Linked DNA regions of Mus musculus: region 1 is linked to region 2. The links are chromatin contacts, called in public promoter capture Hi-C maps. All regions are on one chromosome and are shown on one strand. Each heading gives the region's core, a stretch centred on a gene start, on an enhancer-like site or on the middle of the called end of the contact. The rest is flanking DNA. Distances are from core to core; before and after follow the strand shown. Region 1 overlaps Osbpl8 (oxysterol binding protein-like 8). Region 2 has its middle 34 kb from the start of Osbpl8.

The links. Promoter capture Hi-C pulls out the DNA fragments that hold promoters and counts their contacts.
Region 1: a contact with region 2 is called in a promoter capture Hi-C map of liver. The contact joins two enhancer-like sites. A contact is called at or near these places in 4 of 39 promoter capture datasets (the C10 cell line, the HPC-7 cell line, liver and 1 more), 3 of 484 Hi-C or Micro-C datasets (the AtT-20 cell line, bone marrow-derived macrophages and liver), 1 of 115 datasets of contacts at active chromatin or transcription factors (CD8 T cells) and 3 of 9 other capture datasets (adipose tissue, liver and pancreatic islet).

What each region holds. Positions count from the first base shown.
Region 1 is chr10:111,243,878-111,247,328 of GRCm38.p6, forward strand. All of the region lies in intron 4 of Osbpl8 (oxysterol binding protein-like 8), which reads left to right. Among named protein-coding and RNA genes, the nearest start is that of Bbs10, 53 kb to the right of the region's middle. Within about 2 kb of position 1,689, at least 8 of the 459 cell types and tissues checked have an H3K27ac peak or open chromatin away from gene starts, as enhancers often do. A contact at or near this core is called in liver, where this site is marked.
Region 2 is chr10:111,129,229-111,133,003 of GRCm38.p6, forward strand. No RefSeq gene overlaps it. Among named protein-coding and RNA genes, the nearest start is that of Osbpl8, 34 kb to the right of the region's middle. Within about 2 kb of position 1,908, at least 20 of the 459 cell types and tissues checked have an H3K27ac peak or open chromatin away from gene starts, as enhancers often do. A contact at or near this core is called in liver, where this site is marked.

The DNA of each region.
Region 1 (3,451 bases), core at 439-2,938, 110 kb after region 2:
AAAATAAGAATAGAATATTTTTAAATTCCTCTTGCCAATGTTATAATATCTATATTTAACACTGTGTCTACAAAAGAAACTACAATACCTTGAAAGCGTTTATTGAAAATGAAGATGACTAATCCAGCTTTGTTCTAAGCGTCTTTGTAGAGGTTGCAGGGAGGTCTGGCCTAGCATGTCAGGCCTTTTGAGTTGCTGTTTTTGTTTGTTCTCATCAGAGTAGAAAGAGGAATATAAGTGTAACAAGGGACTTTTTTTTCTTGGAAAAGAAATGTTTTAAGTATATTTTTAACTTAAGATTCTTTAAGGATGATCAGATATTACCTCTACTAGTTAGTTCTTGCTGTTGGGATTTAATCTCCTTTGTTTGGAAACTCTGGGAGAGTCTACTGTCCTCTTTACAAAGTAATAACAGGGCTTCAGTTCCATTGGCTGCTGTCATTTTCAGTTCTTTGTAGAGCCAGATTTCCAGTGTATTTTTTAAAATTACAACAAAATTACTGTTATAATATGCCAGACAGTTAGAGTTGTGTCTGATCTCCGAGACCCAAATGGTATGGAAGGAAAGAACTAGTCCCTGCAAATTACCCTCTGACCTCTAAGTACGCCATGGGCTGATTGCTCCCCTCTGCATGCCCACACCAACCAACCAACCAACAAACAAATGAGTATAAAATTATAATTTAAATTCTGTGCGTCACAGTAGCTTCTATTTGTGTTTTCTGTGCATTAGGCAACAATTGAACAGCTTTCGTTAAAAGGAAATGACTATCTGTAAGTGTACAATAGACTATTCCGTGAAAATGCATAATGAGAAGGGATCATTGCTTAGTGCTCAGAAGTCCTCAGAGGCAGCTCCTAATCAGCTTGTAGTGTCACGCCTGCTGGACCCATGTCACCTGTGGCTTTCTCTTGACTTGTATTTATAGTAATGGTACTATCATATGTGCATATCTAAAATGTTTCTTTGGAAGGACTAAGTAAGTGTTCAAAGAAAAACTAGATAAACTTGATAGTTTATTTGAACAAGAGTAATTCATGTATTGGGCAGCATTTCATACCGGACAGAGGTTCCAAGAGTTCTGCTCTGCAGTATGGGGCACTGAATATTGACAGACAGAACTCACAAGTGGAGTACAAGATGAGCTTCTGGCCTCGTTTGAGCGTGGCCTGTAATTGGCTGAAGCTCAGTGGCTTTATGGTCTTGGCAGACATCTGATTTTCTGTTGCAAAATTAGACCAAGTTAAGTTCACATTCATTTATAAGCAAGTTGTTTTGTAGTTCATTCTATAGGAACTCAAATTACAGAGAGAGCCTCTGTCCAAATATCTTCAGCCTATTCAACAAGTCCTTGTGTAAAGGGGCAGTATTGCTGGAGAAGTATAAGCCAAAAAACTCTGGGTTGTAGCGTGGCCTTGATTTCTTTGAGAATCTACTAAGAGTCATGTTATGGTTTGGATATCAATGAACCCAAAGGCTCATGTGTTTTGGGCTTAGTCCCCTGGTGTTGGGGCTGTTGAGGTAACTGGATCTCTGGGGCTCTAACTTCATGAATGGAATAAGCCTTTAATAAAGCCTAGCTTCTGAATAGTCTAGTAGAAGGTAAATCTTGGTCCTGGTGTCTCCTTGGCCTCCTGGCTGCTGTGAAGTAAGCAGGTTTTGTCACATGCTGCTGTCACTAAGGTGTTCTGTCTCACTGCATGCCTAACAATAGGGCAAGCCAAAGCAAACATGGACTAAAACATCCGGGACCATGGGCCTAAACCCTTCTTTTTTCCTTTGAAATGTTGTCTGTCAGTTATTTTGCAACAGTCACCAAATGCTCCATGTGAAAGGACTGTTTAGTCGTTGTGAGTGCTCAGCATTGCCTGTGGTGTGGTTCTGGGCTGTTGCTATAGCAGGAAGACGGCAGAAGTAGTCTGTACTGTGTAGCCTATCAAATGAAAAGTAGGACACCTTCTTGTACTAGAGGTATTGTCAGTTAACTCAACTGTGAGTCTAGGGAAAGAGACAATTCTAATAGACACTAGGAAACGCTACAGGCCAGAGAAGAACCTGGGTGAAGGAGACCCAAGAAAGATGGTACCCTGGTAGGGGACTTTTTGGTGAAAGGAGCTATTTGACTTGGTGATCTTTTATATCCTAAACAGTGCTGATTTACTGTTACCTTTTTTTTGTACAGTATATATGCTGTACAGTGTATGTTGTACAGTCTTTTCTAAGTGTGCTGGACAGAAGTAAGCTCTAGAAGAAATTATTTACATGAGAATTGTCTCAGTTCTGCCAGACAGAGAAGAGCGGCTTGGGGAGAGAGTCCCATAGCATCTGGTTGGAGATGATACAGACGCTTGGGGGGAGAACTCCTCTGAACACTGCATCCTTTGTGCATCAAATTTGACTCTGTATTAGAACCACAAGTGACAAGAGGTGCGCTTGATGACTCTTTAAAAGCATGCAAAAGTAAATAAAACATGAAAGAAAAGTAGGATTTTGAAACCTATAGTATCTTAAATATTGTTAATATATTCTAATGTGCATAATTGAGAGTTTGGCAGGGTTAAGATTTCTAAATGGGGCTGGGTGGTGGTGGTGGCAGCAGCAGCGCACGCCTTTAATCGCAGCACTTGGGAGGCAGAGGCAGGCGGATTTCTGAGTTCAAGGACAGCCAGGCCTACACAGAAAAACCCTGTCTCAAAAAACAAACAAACAAGCAAACAAACAAAAAGATTTCTAAGTGGGACACCATTCTCTTTGAGATATTAAAGACATTGCTTGTGTGTCTCACTTGAATATTTTAAATTATTACTTCATCCATTTGACACGCAATCCAGTGTAATTTGCTGCTGTGAATTGTATACAAAAGGACTTTTTGATATAAAGACTGACGTGTGACATGGCTTTTGTGCCTCTTTGCACCTATATTTGTGCATCTTAGGTTCACTGTCAAATTTGTGTTGCAGTTGTATTCCCATCCTTGTTTATGGTCATTAAAAACAAAAGCAAAAGCAACTTCTTTCCTCTGATGTTCCTTGAACTTTAGGAGAGAACTCAGTATTCTAATGTTTTTACCCGGAACCTTTGTAGACTTCACACAATAATCTTATAATATAGATGCTACTCTTAGTATTTTATAGATAAGGAAATGGAGACCCTATTAAGTTTAAACCCTACTTAACTGTAAGAGGATAATGCCTTTTGTGATACCTTCTTTATTCCTTTAAAGGCAAGCACTAACTGTATGAATTAATTATAATTTTCTGATTGTCTATGGTTATTAATTTCCATTTTATGGTATGGGGAAGAGTGAAACAAGGCAAAAACAGAGGCCCTCAGATGACAGCACCACAGCTCCATAAACTTAATTTAACAATGATTTTTGAAATGCCTTTGCCCAAGGTGGGCAGGGATAGCATTATACAGGAAGTTTGGTTGTTTTATATGTAGCCCTGG
Region 2 (3,775 bases), core at 658-3,157:
TTTGGTTTGTTTTTGTTAATATGTATTTTTATTTCATGTACTGCTCTCTGGCCTCCATGTATGTCTGTGTACCATGTTCTTGCCTGATACCTGTTAGCATTTTGTCTAGGCTCTGCCCCATAGTTACCTGGCAATAGCCAGGTGTGCCTGACTCACTATAAAAGGGGCTGCTTGCCCCCTCTGCTCTCTATCGCCTTCTTGCTCCCTCTCTGTCCTCTTACCCTTTTCCCCCTCTCCCCATTCCCCTTCCCCTCTCTCCATATGCTCATGGCCGGCCTCTACTCCTCTAACTTCTCTTCTCTCTCTCTGCCTTTCTCTGCCTCTACTGTCCTCTCAACTCCCTCCCCATGTCCTGAATAAACTTTAGTCCATACTATACTGTCCTGTGGCTGGTCCCTCAGGGGGAAGGGATGCCTCAGCATGGGCCCACGGAGGCACCCTCTTCCCCCATACCTAACTATACATTCACCAAACATATTCTCTCTCTCCTTTATTTTTATAAAAACAACAATGCCCATAGAGGCCAAAAGAGGGCATTGGATCCCCGAGATCTGGAGGTAGAGATAGTTGTGACTTACCACGTGGGTTCTGAGAATCAAACCCAGGTCTTGAGGAAGAACAACCATCTTTCCATCCCCTCAACATAACAATTTTTAAAAGGCAAGTATGTCTCTTCAGAAGTTTGGCTTAATTACATATAATCACTCTATTAGGGAATTTAAAAAAGAAATTCTGTAATTATATAGCCAGCAGGGGGCAACTAAATACTTGGAAAAAGCATCCGGTATAAGAAAAAAATAAAATTGGGATTGCCTGACGGTATTGCACGGTGCGAGACAGCCGACTGCCTTTGGAATGTAATTAGCACCTACTCACGCATTCACACTTTGAATTTGTGAAAATAATTGAGCACTTAAACAGACGGATTATAAAGGCCTGTCTGTGCTAGACTGCTTGGGCTGTGTTTTATTCATGTATGTGTATCTTGCTTTTACTTTATTTTATTTTTATTAAAAAAACACAGACAAGCGTCTCAAGAAACGATGGCTACAAGACAAAGCAGAATCACGGTGAGTTATTAAACCCACTTCTATACACAAATACAAAAATTCTGAGAGCAGAGCATCATCCCATGTGAGACATATCATAGAGACGGAAGTCTGTTTGCACACATCCATACACATGGTCCATGTGTGTACATGTATACTCATGCTTCGGCAGGCTGGCTGGCTCTCGGCAGCCCGAATGGGAGCCTGCCAGAGCTCTTTTCCTCATAGTTATATGCGGTTCAGTCAGGACATCAGTCAGGAGTTGGAAAGAAAATGGATTCCAGTGCACTTCTACCAAGGACTTGTCCTACTATTCTACCCAGTCACTATACAGTGGAAAGACTTTATTAGCCCATTTCCAGATATAGCAGTGAGAAACTTGGTTAGTTCTTCTTCTTCCTCCTCTTCTCCTTCTCCTTCTTCTTCTTCCTCTTCCTCCTTTTTTTTTTTTTTTACAGCCCATTTGTTTTTACCTAGCTACTTATTTGAGCATAAAACAGGCCAGAAAACAAATTACACTATACTGATTATTATAAAATGCTACTCATCCTTCAAAGGCCACTAAAGAGGACACTTTCTGTAACAAAAAGAGAGGAGAGTTAAGTTAAAATTTTTGTTGCTTGACCAGCATAACAACTATACAATCTGTATGTCATGTGACCATTCATCCGTAATTGAAATGTGACCTCTGGCTTGGCCCTTCTTAGCCCTTCAGAAACCCAGAAGTGCGCTCTCCCGTGTCATCTGGGTTATGCCTTTCTCTGTTTGGCCTCAGTTAGCATGCTAAAGTCAGGTTAGTCCTTTTCAGAAAAAGAGGTCAAGGTACTTCCATCCTGCAGTGACCAAGTCCTCCAGGTGACCTCCCACTGAGGGAGCCAAGTGCTCTGCCATCAGGGAGCTGAGCCTCCTGAACTTACAGAGAGAGCTGAGCTCTGAGCACCTGGGGAGCTGCCACAGTCACACTTTCACAAGTTTAATTTGTGAAAGTAAGTGAAGCTCTCTTCTAAGAAGACAGACTACAAAATCACATTCTAAGGCCTGACAGTACCAGAGTGCTGGGGTTGGGCTTCATATTGTGTGTATTTATAATTGATTAGTTTTCTTCAGATTCCTATATTGTAAAAATAGTAAAGATCAACTTGTTTCTGTAGGGTGCTCTAGGACTGTTCTGCTTTTTCACTACATAGTCTAAGGCTAAAGAAAATGGGGCTAGCCTGGCAGTGGTGGTGCACACCTTTAACCCTAGCACTTGGGAGGCAGGGGCAGGCAGATCTCTGTGAGGTCGAAGCTAGCCTGGTCTACAGAATGAGTTCCAGGACAGGCAGGGATATATCGAGAAACCCTGTTTCAAAAAACAAAATAAGCAAACAAGAAGATGGAGGGGGGGGGAATGGGGGGAGGAGGGAGGGGAGGAAGAAGAAGAAGAAGAAGAAGAAGAAGAAGAAGAAGAAGAAGAAGAAGAAGAAGATGATGAAGAAGAAGAAGAAACAACAACAACAACAAGAAAATGAAGATGCTATTGCTGCAAGTAGTATTGACTTCATACTTCTTACTGGTATGAAAGGGAACCATACAGTGCTAGCAAGTAGGAAGCTCTGGCTTTAATCCACAGCACCAAAAAAAAAAAAAAAAAAAAAAAAAAAACCAACCCCGTCCCTCAAGTTTTGAATTTTGGTCTTTTGCTGAACCAGTGATATGTAGCACAGTACTGGCTGGTGTTGCACAGCAACTATAGGTGAAGATAACAAAAACTCTCCATACACTGCCAAGTAAGAATGACCAGAGGATAGGCATATTAAATATACTTCCAACTTAAGGTATACCCAGTTTATCTCTACCTAAAAATAACACTAGTATTTGCTCAGGGCTAGAGACGGCTTCAGAGTGAACAGCACTTGGTATGTTAGAGAAGACTAAAAGGTCAGTTTCCAGGACCCACAACAGGGGACTCACAACGGCTTGTAAAAATAAGTCTTGGGGGAAAAAAAGGAAGTTTCTGAATCATTTCTTAATGTTCTTTAAGGAGGCTATTTTGTGTCCTTATTAACATATACTAACCACACATAGCAATGAGTTTCATTTTGATATTTTTGTTCATGTCCATAATGCAATTTGATCATATCCAACCTATCACTCTCTCTCCCTCCCTCCCACTGCGCCTACTGATTTTCCTCTGCTCAGCTTGTCCCCTTTCAACTTCAAGCCCTTTTCCCCCCTTTGCCCAGCGAGTTACTTTAAGGGTTGCTCACAGGCACACCAGCGAGGGCGCGTTTACAAGAGTGTGGGCACCTTTCCAGTGGGGACACCATGGACGAGAATATTTCTATCTTAGCAACCATTACCTACCTACTGACCACTGGCGGGGGACGGGGCAGATGGGAACTTGCAAGCTTCTGTTCTCTGATGGGCTAGTCACGTGCAGGTCTTATGTATATAATCATGGTTACTATGAGTTTAAGAGTGCTACAACCAGGTGGTGGTGGTGACGCATGCCTTTGATCCCAGCACTCAGGAGCAGAGGCAGGCAGGTCTCCTGTGCTAGTCTACAGAGCAAGTTCCAATGAGTACCAAAGCAAAGCAAAACAAAGGAAAGAAATAAAAATAAAAATAAAAAAAAGAAAGAAAAAGTTCTACAACCACATCATTGCCTAGAAGACCATGTTCCACCACTCTACTTACTACTTTGACTTTTATAATACAAAGATGACATTTTTGCTATTGGTAGT